Regions from separate parts of the Pan troglodytes genome. Here region 2 is linked to region 1. The links are chromatin contacts, called in public capture Hi-C maps. All regions are on one chromosome and are shown on one strand. Each heading gives the region's core, a stretch centred on a gene start, on an enhancer-like site or on the middle of the called end of the contact. The rest is flanking DNA. Distances are from core to core; before and after follow the strand shown. Region 1 overlaps LOC104003467 (olfactory receptor 1L4-like). Region 2 has its middle 17 kb from the start of USP29.

Region 1 (7,448 bases), core at 2,297-4,796:
GAGGGGATTGAGCGATCTTGGTTATTGATAAATCATCTGTTAGGTAGGACGTGATGTTGGAGATGGGAATGGGATGCTGGAAATGAGGGGATTGAGCGATATTGGTTATTGATAATGACAAGGCAGGTAGGAGCGGGTGGCTTAGGGAGATTGAACAAAAGCCTTGGAGGAGAGGTCAATATGGTGATGGTCAAACATGTTGGGAGGATCATCTGTATCATGTATTCTCTTCCAGGGTAACACTGAAAATTTGGTAGGATATTCTTTGTTGTGGCAGGGAGGGTTGTGCTAGGCAGTGTGGGTTGCTCAGGGGCATTCCTGGATTCTCAGCAGCTCTCCACTCCTGTGATGACTAAAAACTCCTTCAGACACTGCCAACTATCTCCTAGGGGGCACGAGGGCTAGCCCAAGCCTGAGGGTGGAACAACACAGAAGCCCTGGAAACCCTTCTCTAGGAGGTGCCAGACCCCTCTCCTTGGATGTCCCGAGACAGGCTGGAGGAGCAGGTGATGGGGGTGTGGGCTCAGGAACAGGCAGCCTGGAGACCTCCCATCTCTGAGCCCAGTGCTTTCTGTAAAACATGGACACTCCTAGGAACTTGCTCACAGCCAAGGCTGCTGGGGATGGTTGTGTGTATTTTCCCCTGCAGTTAGATTCCTGTCCATAGAGCTGATCAGAATTTGAAATCCAGCCTGCACTCTCTCTACAGTTATGCCCACGCCAGAGCTGAAGAATCTCACCAGAGCCATACCACTGAAACTGTCTTTGCAAAAATTACAACAGCAAAAATTATGGCAGTGAAAGAGATCTGATCTAACCGATCCCCATCTTGCCTTTAACCTCCAAAGTGCCTAGATCAGTGCTGAGTTTAGGCCAGGTTAATCTGGGGAGATGTTTTAATTCATAATTTAAGTGATAGTAGCCCTTCCCCCCCAAAACTGAAACTGCCTTTGTAAAGCTAAAGAAAGGTCACCAGGTTAGGAGGATGAGGAGCCTGAATTCTGCTCAGGTGTAGACCTAAATGGTAACCAGGAGTCTGGAGGTCACAAGATTTGCCACTTCCATAATTACCTCTGCAGATAACATCGCTCTTGTAGAACCTAAGATTGGCCTTTTGAAATGTCCTTTCAGGTTTTTGCATTTCCGATGGCCAATGGCTCCATTCGAATCTGTCAACCCACCAACTGGTCCTTTAGCCCCACCCAGAAGTGAAGTCCCTGGCCCACCAAACTAGCCTTGAAAAACCCTAACCTTTGAATTTTCAAGAAGATTGATCTGAGTAATAACTGTCTCCCACGCTGCGTGGCCAGCCTCATATCAATAAACTCTTTGTTGCAGTGTCCTGGCCTCAGTGAATTGTTTTTTGCTTGTTTGTTTTGTTTTTTCGTTTTCGTTTTTGTTTTTGAGATGGAGTCTTGCTTTGTCGCTGAGGCTGAAGTGCAATGGTGCGATTTCGGCTCACTGCAACCTCCGCCTCCGGGTTCAAGCGATTCTCCTGCCTCAGCCTCTTGAATAGATGGGATTAGAGGCATCCACCACCATGCCTGGCTAAGTTTGTATTTTTAGTAGAGATGGGGTTTCACCACATTGGTCACCTGCTCTCAAACTCCTGACCTCAGGTGATCTGCCTGCCTCAGCCTCCCAAAGCGCTGGGATTACAGGCATGAGCCACCGTGGCTGGTGTCTCGGTGAATTGCTTTTTTCTGTGCAGTGAGCAGGAAGAACCAGCCCATCAGGAGCTTACACCATTGCAGATCAATCCAAAGTCCTACAGCCTTCCGCGGCCATGTGCTCATTAATAAAATTTGGGGCACAAATTCTTTTCAAAGAACAAACAAGAAAGTGACACAGCAATTTTTAGGGTCTCATTTTTTTCTCTTCTCATTTGAGGCAATGCGTATGATTTTATCAAATGCTATCAAGCCCCTTTGCCACAGCTAGATGGCACTGTGGAAGCACTGGAAAGTAAATAGGCATTCCTAGTTAAAAATCTGGCAAACTACACAGGATATAAAATTTACCATATACTCCATATTTTGCTAATATTAATTTATAAGCAAAGACTTTCAAGTTTGTTTTAAATTTTTAAATAAAAATGGGTTAAATTATTACATAATTCAATATTTATATTTTAATCATTTTTAAGTGTGTAATTCAGTGTCATTAATTGCATTCACATTATTCACAAACATCACCACCTTCCATACCCAGAGTAGTTTTCATATTGCAAAACCGGAATTCTGTACTCATGAAACACTAACTCTCCGTTCCTTCTCTCTTCGCCCCTGGGAACCGCCATTGTACTTTCTGTCTTTATAAATTAGACTAGTTTGGGTACCTTATGGAAGTGGAATCATAGAGAGTTGTCGCTTTGGGACTGGCTTATTCCCCTTGGCATCGTGCCCTAAAGTTCTTCCGTGTTGTAGCATGTGCCAGGGTTTTATTTCTTTGTAAGGCTCAGTAATATTCCATCGCATGCAAAAACCACAGTTTTTTTTTTTTTTTTTGACAGTCCTGCTCTTGTCGCCCAGGCACGACCTCGGTGTGGCATGATCATTCAGCGGCACATTCTCAGCTCACTGCAACCTCGAGATCGCTCAGTGGCACGAACTCGGCTCACTGCAGCCTCCGCCTCCCGGGTTCAAACGATTCTCCTGCCTCAGCCTCCCGAGTAGCTGGGATTACAGGCGCCCGCCATCATGCCTGGCTAGTTTTTGTATTTTTAGTAGAGACGGGGTTTCACCGTGTTGGCCAGGCTGGTCTCGAACTCCTGACCTCAGGTGATCCACCCCCCTCAGCCTCCCGAAGTGAAAAACCACAGTTTGTTTACCCATTATCCACTCCTCCCTTGATGGACACTTCAGTTTCTCTACTTTTGACTATTATGAATAAAGCTGCTATAAACACGAGAGTACAAATATCTCTTTAAAACACTGTTTTCAATTTTTGGGGGTATATACCCAGATGAGGACACAGGTGGATCATCTGGTAACTTTATTATGAATTTAACGGAAACCATCTCACTTCCAAAACCCCTGTACCACATCATATTCCCAACAACAGGGCGGAAGCCTTCTTATTTTTCCATAGCCTGCCAACACTTGTTATATTCTGTTTTATGGATAATAGCCATGTTAATAATGTGTGGTGGTTCCTTCTTTCTCTCAAAATCTATTTTTTCGATTTTTCGATAATTACAATTATTGAATAATGGGATTGTGTGTCTACTGGGCACCGTGCAATTTCTCGAACTTTCGAATCAGATGGGGCCATGCCACCCTCACTCCTCATTCTCACTGATTTTCACTGGGGGATTGCTTTTCTTCACAGCAAGCACTGACACCTCAGCTTCACAGAGACATTGTGTCAGCCCAGGAAATGTAGAGAGACCAAATGCAGAATCTGAGAACCATTGGAGCTGGTAGTTTCCGTGGCATCGGATGCGGAATGTTGCTGTTCTTCCCTCAATTTTAATGTATCCAGGGTTCCTCTGCAGACAATTGCAGGTATGAGGATAGAAGAGCAGGAAGGCAGTAGGTCTTCATTGCAGGGGGAGAGAATGGAGGAGCTGGTCTGGTTGCCAAGCAACGCTCAGTGTCTTTGGACATGAGTCACCATGGAAACTGAGTGACAACTGGCAGTGGGGGGAGGGGCTGTTCTGCCCCAGCCAAATGCAGCTGCACAGAATTTAAAAAGTGATGTGGATATTTCACAGTTTCGTGAATTAATAACCTCTCATTTGTACACTCTGATGGTCTCCATTTGTAATTTCTTGTTCATTATTTGTGTATCTCTTAGGCCAGTAATTTCCAAATGTAGTAAATCAAGATCTTTGTAAGGGTTCCACAACTTCAAACTATTTTTCTAAAAACATTAATTTTATTTTATTTTATTGATTTTTTTGAGACAGGGTCTTACTCTGTTGCCCAGGCAGGAATGCAGTGGTGCCATCACAGCTTACTGCAACCGCGATCTCCTAGGCTCAAGTGATGCTCCCACTTCAGCTTCCTGAGTAGCTGGGACTATAGGCACACACCTCCATGCCCACCTGGTTTTTAATTTTTTAATTTTTAGTATTTTTTATTTTTAGTAGAGGTCTTGCTACATTGCCCAGGCTGGTCTCGAACTCCTGAGCTCAAGCGATCTGCCCTCTTTGGCCTCCCAAAGTGCTGGCATTACAGGTGTGAGCCACTATGCCCAACCAGAACATTAATATTTTATTTGACTTTTTTCCTTCTCATTTTCTCTGCATGATATAATTCTATGAGTAGATTGAGGAAATCTCTCTCTCTTCTATTTAGGAGGAAATTAAAGGGATTTGCAAAAATGTAAAACAATACCACCTTTACCTTTACTAAGATTTTATTTGAAAAATATTAATGTTGTTCATAAAATGTGGGTTCTTTTAACATATAATAGATTTGTTGCTGTTTTTGAGTTTAAAATTGAACAATTTCTCTGCTTTTATTTATAATATGACTAATATAGGAGATATAAACTGTAGAAAGAAACATTCTTCGGAGATTTCTCAATAATATTTAAGAGTATTGGGATTCTGTCGATGACACAAATGGAGGGAAAATCATTCCATGCGCAAGGATTGGAAGAATCAATATCATTAAAATGGCTATACCACACAAAGTAAACTAGAGATTCAACGTTATTCCTATCAAATGACCAATGTAATTCTTCACGTAATTGGAAAAAACAATCTGAAGCAGCAAGAACAAAGTTGGAGGTATCACATTACCCAACTTCAAACTGTAAGACTACAGTCGCCAAAACAGCAGGGTACTGGTACAAAAACACACGTAGACCAATGAAACAGAACAGAGAACCCAGAAATAAAGCTACTCACCTACAGCCATCTAATCTTTGACAAAGTTGACCGAAAAAAGCAATCCAAAAGGACTCTCTATTCAATAAATTGTGCTGGGATCACTGGCTAGCCATATGCAGAAGAATAAAACTGGCCCCCTACATTTCACCATATACAAAAATTAACTCAAGGTGGAATAAAGATTTAAACGTAACACCTCAAGCTATACAAATCCTAGAAGAAAATCTAGAAAACACCATTCTGAACTTGGGCCTTGGGAAATAATTTATGACTAAATTCTCAAAAGCTATTGCAACAAAAACAAAAATTGACAAGTGGGACCTAATTAAACTAAAGAGCTTCTGCGCAAGAAAAAAACTTTCAACAGAGTAAACAGGCAACCTACAGAATGGGAGAAAATATTCACAAACTGCATCTGAAAAAGGTCTAATGTCAAAAAAATCTGTAAGGAACTTAAACAACCAAACAAGGAAAAACCAAATAACCCCATTAAAAATTGGCAAAAGATATGAACAGACGCTTCTGAAAAGATGATATATAAGCAGCCAACAAATATATGAAAAAATGCTTATACTCGCTAATCATCAGAGTAATGCAAGTCAAAACCACAATGAGACATCATCTCACACGAATAAGAATGGCTATTAATAAAAAGTCAAAAAACAGTAATCGCTGGTGATGCTGTGGAGAAATGGAAACACTTACACACTGTTGGCAGGAATGTCAATTAGTTCAGTCACTGTGGAGAGCAGTTTAGAGATTTCTCAAAGAACTTCGAACAGAACTACCATTTGACCCAGCAATCCCATTACTGGGTATATACCCGGGCATGGTGGCTCACACCTGTAATCCCAGCACTGCGGAAGGCTAAGGCTAGTGGATCACCTGGGGTCAGGAGCTCAAGACCAGCCTGGCCAACATGGTGAAACACCGCCTCTACTAAAAATACAAAAATTATCCAGGTGTGGCGGCGGGTGCCTGTAATCCCAGCTACTCGGGAGGCTGAGGCTGGAGAATCACTTGAACCCAGGAGGCAGAGGTTGCAGTGCAGATTGCGCCACTGCACTCCAGCCTGGGCAAGAAGAGTGAAACTCTGTCTCAAAAAGAAAAAGGAAATTGAGAATACAATGACTAAAATTTGAAATAGATAATGTAACCAACTTTTCCGTTATGTTTGGGGTCATTGCTATGGCAACAATAAAAGGGTTCCCTATTTCCCATCAGTCTTAAGCAAGATCTAGTGGCAACCTAACTGACACTGCTGGCACTTAAAAAGCAAAGGCTAGGCCTGGTGGTGTATGCCTGTAATCCCAGCACTTTGGGAGGCTGAGGTGGGAGGATCACTTGAGCTCAGGAGTTTGAGACCAGCCTGAGCAATATAGCGAGACTAGATCCCTACAAAAGTTTTAAAAGTTCACTGTGCGTGGTGGCAAGGATCTGTGATTCCAGCTCCCACTCAGGAAGCTGAGATGGGAGGATCCTATCAGCCCAGGAGGTCAAGACTGCAGGGAGTCATGATCACACCACTGCATTCCAGCCTTAATGACAAGAGTGAGACCCTGTCTCAAAAACAAACAAACAAAAGCCAAAACAGCATGCTAAAAATATTTTCATAGAAGAAAACAGTCGGCCAGGCGCGGTGGCTCACGCCTGTAATCCCAGCACTTTCGAGGTGGGCGGACAACAAAGTCAGGAGATCGTGACCAGCCTGGCCAACATGGTGAAACCCCATCTCTACTAAAAATACAAAAATTAGCCGGGCGTGGTGGTGCACACCTGTAGCTCCAGCTACTTGGGAGGCTGAGGCAGAATAATCGCTTGAACCCAGAAGGCAGAGGTTGCAGTGAGCCGAGATTGCACCACTGCACTCCAGCCTGGGTGACAGAGTGAGACTCTGTTAAAAAAAAAAAAAAAAGAAAAAAGAAAGAAAAAGAAAAAAAAAGAAAGTCGAAATTATTTGAGGTGTATAATTGTTTTCTTAGCCAGTATGCATGTTTTAAATTTAGGACAATTTATCATTAACTATAGAAATTATAAAGGTGATTAAACCCATATTACTCATGTTCTGAACCAAGAAAGCAGCATATTTGGCATTCTAAATAGTTACAAAACATAAAAGACTGCTAGAGCAACAAGTCAGCCTTGTAATTAAATATGAAAAATCAACTTTTGGTTGTTGGTAAGTCGTATCTCATGCTTACTTTCTGTTTTGTTGTTGGTAAGTCGTATCTCATGCTTACTTTCTGTTTTGTTGTTGATAAGTCGTATCTCACGCTTACTTTCTGTTTTGTTGTTGATAAGTCGTATCTCACGCTTACTTTCTGTTTTGTTGTTGATAAGTCGTATCTCATGCTTACTTTCTGTTTTGTTGTTGATAAGTCGTATCTCATGCTTACTTTCTGTTTTGTTGTTGATAAGTCGTATCTCATGCTTACTTTCTGTTTTGTTGTTGGTAAGTCGTATCTCATGCTTACTTTCTGTTTTGTTGTTGGTAAGTCGTATCTCATGCTTACTTTCTGTTTTGTTGTTGGTAAGTCGTATCTCATGCTTACTTTCTGTTTTGTTGTTGGTAAGTCGTATCTCATGCTTACTTTCTGTTTTGTTGTTG
Region 2 (6,804 bases), core at 1,618-4,117, 370 kb after region 1:
TCTGTCTCTCCAGTCACCATTAATAAAGACAGAAAACCTATTCAGAAAGAGAGATAAGTATGTAGACCATATTTTTGAGTCCTGTCTCTCTGAGAGAGAGAGAGATAACCTATTGGTTCTGTTTCTCTGGAGAACTCTGACTGATTACAGAGGCCTAAGTTAACAGTGATCTGGTCTAGGGCAGATAAATACAAATACGTGCACCATATTTTTGAGAAATATGTAGGCAACAGGGGAAGATAAAGTTGACTCCACGGGACTTGCAGAGAGGGGAGTACGTGAGGAGTTCCTCATAGGTTTTTGTCTTCAGAACTAGATGGACCTTGACAGCATTTGCTGAGAAAGGCCAGCCTTAAAGGCAAGAGAGAGAAATGGAGGTGGTTCCTGTAACCATCTGCAGGGTATGTGATGGGGGCACTGGGAAAGGAGAGGGAACAGGAGAGGAACTGGTGAGAGGCGACGTGAAAAGAATAAAAGTACAGAGAACTTGTGCTCAAGGAGAAAGAGCAGCTGGGATGTTTACCATCTCTCCAGCGGCCAGATGAAACCTCAGCTCTCAAGTCCGCAACGGAATTTTCCACCGAGCTAAAGGCCAGGAGGAATTCCAAGAATTATATACATCAGCATGTAATTAAGGATGGGAAGATTTTTCTCTTAGACACTAAACAATGTGGACAGTGTTGCAGAGACGTCTGTTTAAAATCACATTTCTCTGAATAGCCATCTGTTTCACAGATTATTCCTGGATTCGGTCCTCCACAATTTTCATTCAAATTTTGAGAGCTGACAACATTTAATTTTATAATCTGCAGGTTTTGTGTCTTTACAAGTTTTTAGCGTAGTGTCTGGCACACAATAAGGGCTCAGTGGAATTATTGTGAAATCATATTTCCTGACATAGTCAATAAAGGAACAAAACATTCCACATTACCTAATTTGTACTCTCTTCTTTAAAAATTTAGAGATGTATTATAATTATATAAATTAAATTTATAAATGTATAATTTATAAATTTAATTTATATATTACACATTTATAAATTATATATTATGTAACATATATTAAACATAAAAAAATTAAATACATTATATATAAAGATGTACTGGGCTTGGTGGCTCATGCCTGTAATCCCAGCACTTTGGGAGGCTCAGGAGGTTGGATCGCTTCAGCCCAGGAGTTTGAGACCAGCCTGGGAACCATAGCAAGATCCCATCTCTACAAAAAATACAAAAATTAGCCAGGCGTGGTGGCACACACCTGTAGTCTCATCTTATCTACTCAGGGGGCTGAGGTGAGAGGATCGCTTGAGCCCGCGAGGTGGAGGTTGCAGTGAGCCGTGATCGCACCACTGCACTCCAGCCTGGATGACAGAGTGAGACGCTGTCTCAAAAAAAAAAAAAGCCATATTGATAAAATTATACCAAGATATATTTAAATACAGAATTAACTGTGTATCTATACTTTATATACATGTATGAATATATTTGAACATTAAATTATAATTATGAACATAAATTTGCATCATATATTCTACTTATGTCTCCCTGGGCACATGTCTGTATGTGTATCTGTGGACACACGTCCATGAAGAAATTGGATGGGATGAACTCGGGAGTAAGTTAACTCTGTCTGCGTTCTGTGCACCTGATGCAGCAATAAATACTCCATCAAAGGCATCGCATTTCCCAAAAGCCCGTGAGGCAGGCGTGATTCTAGTGTCCATTTTACAGAGAAGAGTACTGAGGTGTGGAGAGACTAAGTCGGCCAGCAGTGAACACCCTCAGCCACTGCTCGGACAGCTCTCGCTCGCCTCCCTGCATCTCCGGCTCCAGACGCCACGGTCTCCATCACTCTCCCTCACTCGGGATCTCATGCCGGCTCCCGGCTTGGATCACAGACGCTGACGGCTCAAAAACGTGTGTCTGGGTTAGAGAATCCACCTGTCTCCCTTAGCTGTGCACTGGGGTTGCCCAATTTAATAAATAAAAATACAAATTGCCTGGTTAAATATGGATTTCAGATAAACAATAAAAAAGAATCAACTTTTATTTTAGAATCGACTTAGATTTGGCGAAAAGTTGCAAAGAGAGTAGAAAGTTTTCCTTGTTCCTGCACCCAGCTTCCCCTGTTAGTAGCGTCTTACACGAGTATGATTTATCTCAATATTAGTGAACTGGCCAGGCACGGTGGCTCACACCTGTAATCCCAGCACTTTTGGAGGCTGAGGCAGGTGGATCACTTGAGGTCAGGAGTTCGAGACCAGCCTGGCCAACATGGTGAAACCCCATCTCTACTAAAAAATACAAAAATTAGCCAGGCGTGGTGGTGAGCACCTGTAGTCACAGCTACTCAGGAGACTGAGGCATGATAATTGCTTGAACCCAAGAGGCAGAGGTTGCAGTGAGCTGAGATTTTGCCACTGCACTCCAGACTCGGCAACGAGTGAGACCCTGACTCTAAAAAACCGTAAATAAATAAATAAATAAATAATTGCCAAGTGTGGTGGCTCATGCCTATCTATAATCCCAGCATTTTGGGAGGCAGAGGTGAGCAGATCACTTGAGCCCAGGAGTTCAAGACCAGCCTGGGCATCATGGCAAAAACCCTTCTCTACAAAAAATACGAAAATTAGCTGGGTGTGGTGGTGCCGGCCTGTAGTCCCAGCTACTCGGGAGGCTGAGGCAGGAGGATTGCTCAAGCTGGGGAGGCTGCAGTGAGCCAAGACAGCGCCACTGTACTCCAGCCTGAGCCACAGAGTGAGACCCTGTCTCAATAGAAAAACAAATACATAATAAATACATAAAACGCCTCATGGCAGGGACACACGCTGGTTTGGGTTGGAGCCAGCCTGTAAACCCAAATTTGGGGGCCCGGGCTCTCGGCTGCTGCAGCACTGACTACCGTTAAGGTAAAATAAAACTGACACATGGGCAGCGAGGGGAATTTGCTCTCCTGCCTCCCTCCCTAAGTTCATCTGCTGAGAAAAATGCTTTGAGATAAACCTGGAGCCACAGCTCTCTGCACAGTCAGATCGCAGGAACGCGGCCTAGCTGCTTCAGCCACGTTCTCGCGGCGCCACCTGGTGGCCATGGACCGCCATCGCCGCTGGACGTCAGGGCCGCCAGGCCCAGCGAGATGTCACCTCCTCTGAGGAGCCTTCCAGGATCGCACCCGGCACGCGCTCCACGCCTCGTTGTCTGTTCTTCGGAGCACCGACCATGATCACAAATCAGCTCGCTCGCTGTGTTTCCTGCCGGGTCGCTACCGCCATGATCCGCACGTAGGGGTCAAGGCTGAGGTTGTATGAATGTGGACGTTATAACCCTGGCTCCCTCTCCCTCCCTATGCTGGGCTCCCCTTGATCCCCAGGCGGTGGGGTGCCCCTGGTTTTTCCTTTTTCAAATTATAAGTCTGGCCGGGCGCGGTGGCTCAGGACCGTAATCCCAGCACTTTGGGAAGTCGAAGGAGGGTGTATCACTTGAGGTCAGGAGTTCAAGACCAGCCTGGCCAACATGGTGAAACACCATCTCTACTAAAAATACAAAAATTTGCCGGGCATGGTGGTGTGCGCCTGTAACCCCAGCTACTTGGGAGGCTGAGGCAGGAGAATCGCTTGAACCTGGGAAGCAGAGGTTGCAGTGAGCCGAGATCTCCAGCCTGGGTGGCAGAGTGAGCCTTCGTCTCAAAAAATAAAAAATAAAAAAAAGGTTAAATCAATTTAAATGTCAATGTCCACAGGAGCTACAGATGGTACCAATAGCTCCCAGCTGGGGCTCGTGTATCATTGGTCAGGGCTTCATCAGGATTGGCTACTGCCCCACCCTTGTTAAACATTTTTAATATCTTCCTTGTCTACCAGGGTCGGGCACCTCAGGTAGGTGGATGAAGGATGGGGGGGATGGGGGAGGGAGATGGAAGAGGGAAGGGAAGCAGAGGGAGGGGGAGTGAGTGGGCAGCCCTGATCGGAGGACCCTCCCCATCCCATCTAAAGGGGCTCCCTGGCCGGGCACAGTGGCTCACACCTGCCATCCCAGCACTTTGGGAGGCCGAGGCGGGTGGATCACCTGAGGTCAGGAGTTCAAGACCATCCTGGCCAACATGGTGAAACCCCGTTTCTACTAAAAATACAAAAAGTAGCCGGGCGTAGTGGTTCATGCCTGTAATCCCAGCTACTCTGGAGGCTGAGGCTGGAGAGTCGCTTGAACCTGGGAGGCGGAGGTTGCGGTGAGCCAAGATCGCCCCACTGCACTCCAGCCTGGGCGACAGAGCGAGATTCCGTCTCAAAAAAATAAAAAATTAATAAAATAAAAATAAATAAATAAATAAAGGGGCTCCCTGCTCTTCTGCTCCAACCTGTGGCTGCCGCATAGGAACATGGGTCACAAAACCCAGAAATCTGGATTCCTTTAAGTGAAATCTTCCAAATTTTATGTTTAAGAAGGTCATGTATTTATTCCTTCCTAAAGACCATGCTGACCAAATCAAATGAGTCTGTGGATAAGTGTGTCCAAGCTTCAGAATACTCCCTTTTGGAGCCTGTGGTGTAAAGGGAACAGCTTAAAGTCCCTCGCCCCAGTCAACAGGGGAATTTAGTGTCTTGGGTTCCCTGGCAGAACTTTTCTGTTTTTTTTTTTTTTTCTCTTTATCTAACACTTCCATGTGTCTTACTGAAAGCCAGCTGCAGAGTTAGAGCAGCGTTTGGCAGAATCAAATACGGACTAGCGCTTGCTTCTGTATGGCCCTCAGGTTAAGCATGGATTTTATATGTTCAAATTGTTGAAAATAAATCAGGCCAGGCACAGTGGCTCACACCTGTAATCCTAACTCTTTGGGAGGTCGAGGCAGGAGAATCGTTTGAGCCCAGGAGTTCAAGACCAGCCTAGGCAACATAGTGAGACCCCCCACATCTCTACAAAAAGTTAAAAAATTGGCCGGGCGCGGTGGCTTATGCGTGTAATCCCAGCACTTTGGGAGGCCGGGGTGGGTGGATCACCTGAGGTCAGGAGTTCAAGACCAGCCTGGCCAACATGATGAAACCCCATCTCTACTAAAAATACAAAAGTTAGCTGGGCGTGGTGGTGAATGCCTATAATCCCAGCTACTTTCAGGAGGCTGAGGCAGGAGAATAGCTTGAACTCGGGAGGCAGAGGTTGCAGTGAGCCAAGATGGCGCCATTGCACTCCAGCCCGGGCAACAAGAGCAAAACTATGTCTTAAAAAAAAAAGAAAGTTAAAAAATTAACTGGGTGTGGTGGCACTTACCTATGGCCCCAGCTACTCAGGAAGCTGAGGTGAGAGGGTCATTTAAGCCCAGGAGATCAAGGCTTCAGTGAGCTACGGTTGCACCACTGCACTCCAGCCTGGGTGACAGAACAAGACCCTTTCTTTATTCAAAAAAGAGAGAAAAGAAAAAAGAGAGAGAAAGAGAACAGAAAAAAAAGAGAAACAAAGAAAAGAAAATTATATTTCATGATATGTGCAAATTATATGAAATTCAAATCTTGGCTTCCATAAACAAAGCTGTGTTGGCCCATGGTCACGCCTTCATTGACATCGCCTGGTGGCAGCTTTGTGTTACATCAGCAGAGTTAAGTAGACCGTGTGGCCTGCAAAGCCTCAAATACTTGCTGTTCTGGGCCAGGCGCGGTGGCTCACACCTGTAATCCCAGCACTTTGGGAGGCCAAGGTGGGCGGATCACCCGAGGTCAGGGGTTCGAGACCAGCCCAGCCAACATGCTGAAACCCTGTCTCTACTAAAAATACAAAAAAAAAAAAAATTAGCTGGGCGTGCTGGCAGGTGCCTATAATCCCAGCTACTCAGGAGGCTGAGGCAAGAGAATCACTTGAACCTGGGAGGTGGAGGTTGCAGTGAGCCGAGATCACACCACTGCACTCCAGTCTGGGCAACAGAGCGAGACTCCGTCTAAAAAACAACAAAAAAAAATTGCTATTCTGGCCCTTTCCTGGGGGCATTTAGAGAAAATATTTACCCACCCTTCTAGGTACTTTGCGTGCATTAACTTATTTCATCCTCACAGAGCATCTATGATGAAGGCGCTGCTATTATCCCATTTCAAAGGTGAGAAAAGTGAGTACGAAAGGTGAAGTCCATGGAGACACAGCTGTGTGAGGCAGAGCCAGGATTTAGGCTCAGGAAGCCTGAACCTAGATTCTAGGGTGTTAACTGCTACACGAGGCTGCCTCTCTTTCTAAGCATTTTCACTTGTGTTTCTCTCCACATGCTATGTTCTACCATAAATTGGCTTCCTTGAATGGGAGGGCCACACTGAATCCCACTGTCTCTACAACTGTGACATCATGTAATGCTGACTCCTTTAGCTTTATTAAACTCAGGTTCTAACCTTAGCCACAGGCTCTCCTTCTGCCAAGCTGTCAGCTAAATCAAACCATGCTCTCTTATCCCCAGCCTGCTCCTGCCTTCATCTCCCTCGTTTTCTTTTTAAAGATTAATTATTTTTAGGCTGGGCACAGTGGCTTACGCCTGCAATCCCAACACTTTGGGAGGCCAAGGCAGGCAGATCACCTGAGGTCAGGAGTTCGAGACCAGCTTGGCCAATGTGGTGAAACCGCATCTCTACTAAAAATACAAAAATTAGCCGGGCATGCGGACAGGTGCCTGTAATCCCAGCTACTCGGGAGGCTGAGGCAAGAGAATCGCTTGAACTGAGGAGGCGGAGGTTGCGGTGAGCCGAGATCATGCCATTGCACTCCAGCGCCTGGGTGACAAGAATGAGACTCCATCTCAAAAAAAAAAAAAAAAAAACCTGTCATATTGGATTAGGGT

The links. Capture Hi-C pulls out chosen DNA fragments and counts their contacts.
Region 2: a contact with region 1 is called in a capture Hi-C map of stem cell-derived neural stem cells, with 7 times the contacts expected there. The contact joins two enhancer-like sites. A contact is called at or near these places in 1 of 7 Hi-C or Micro-C datasets (stem cell-derived neural progenitor cells) and 1 of 1 other capture datasets (stem cell-derived neural stem cells).

What each region holds. Positions count from the first base shown.
Region 1 is chr20:59,669,310-59,676,757 of NHGRI_mPanTro3-v2.0_pri, forward strand. All of the region lies in intron 3 of LOC104003467 (olfactory receptor 1L4-like), which reads left to right. Among named protein-coding and RNA genes, the nearest start is that of ZNF835, 56 kb to the left of the region's middle. Within about 2 kb of position 3,547, at least 8 of the 24 cell types and tissues checked have an H3K27ac peak or open chromatin away from gene starts, as enhancers often do. A contact at or near this core is called in stem cell-derived neural stem cells, where this site is marked.
Region 2 is chr20:60,042,439-60,049,242 of NHGRI_mPanTro3-v2.0_pri, forward strand. No RefSeq gene overlaps it. Among named protein-coding and RNA genes, the nearest start is that of USP29, 17 kb to the right of the region's middle. Within about 2 kb of position 2,868, at least 3 of the 24 cell types and tissues checked have an H3K27ac peak or open chromatin away from gene starts, as enhancers often do. A contact at or near this core is called in stem cell-derived neural stem cells, where this site is marked.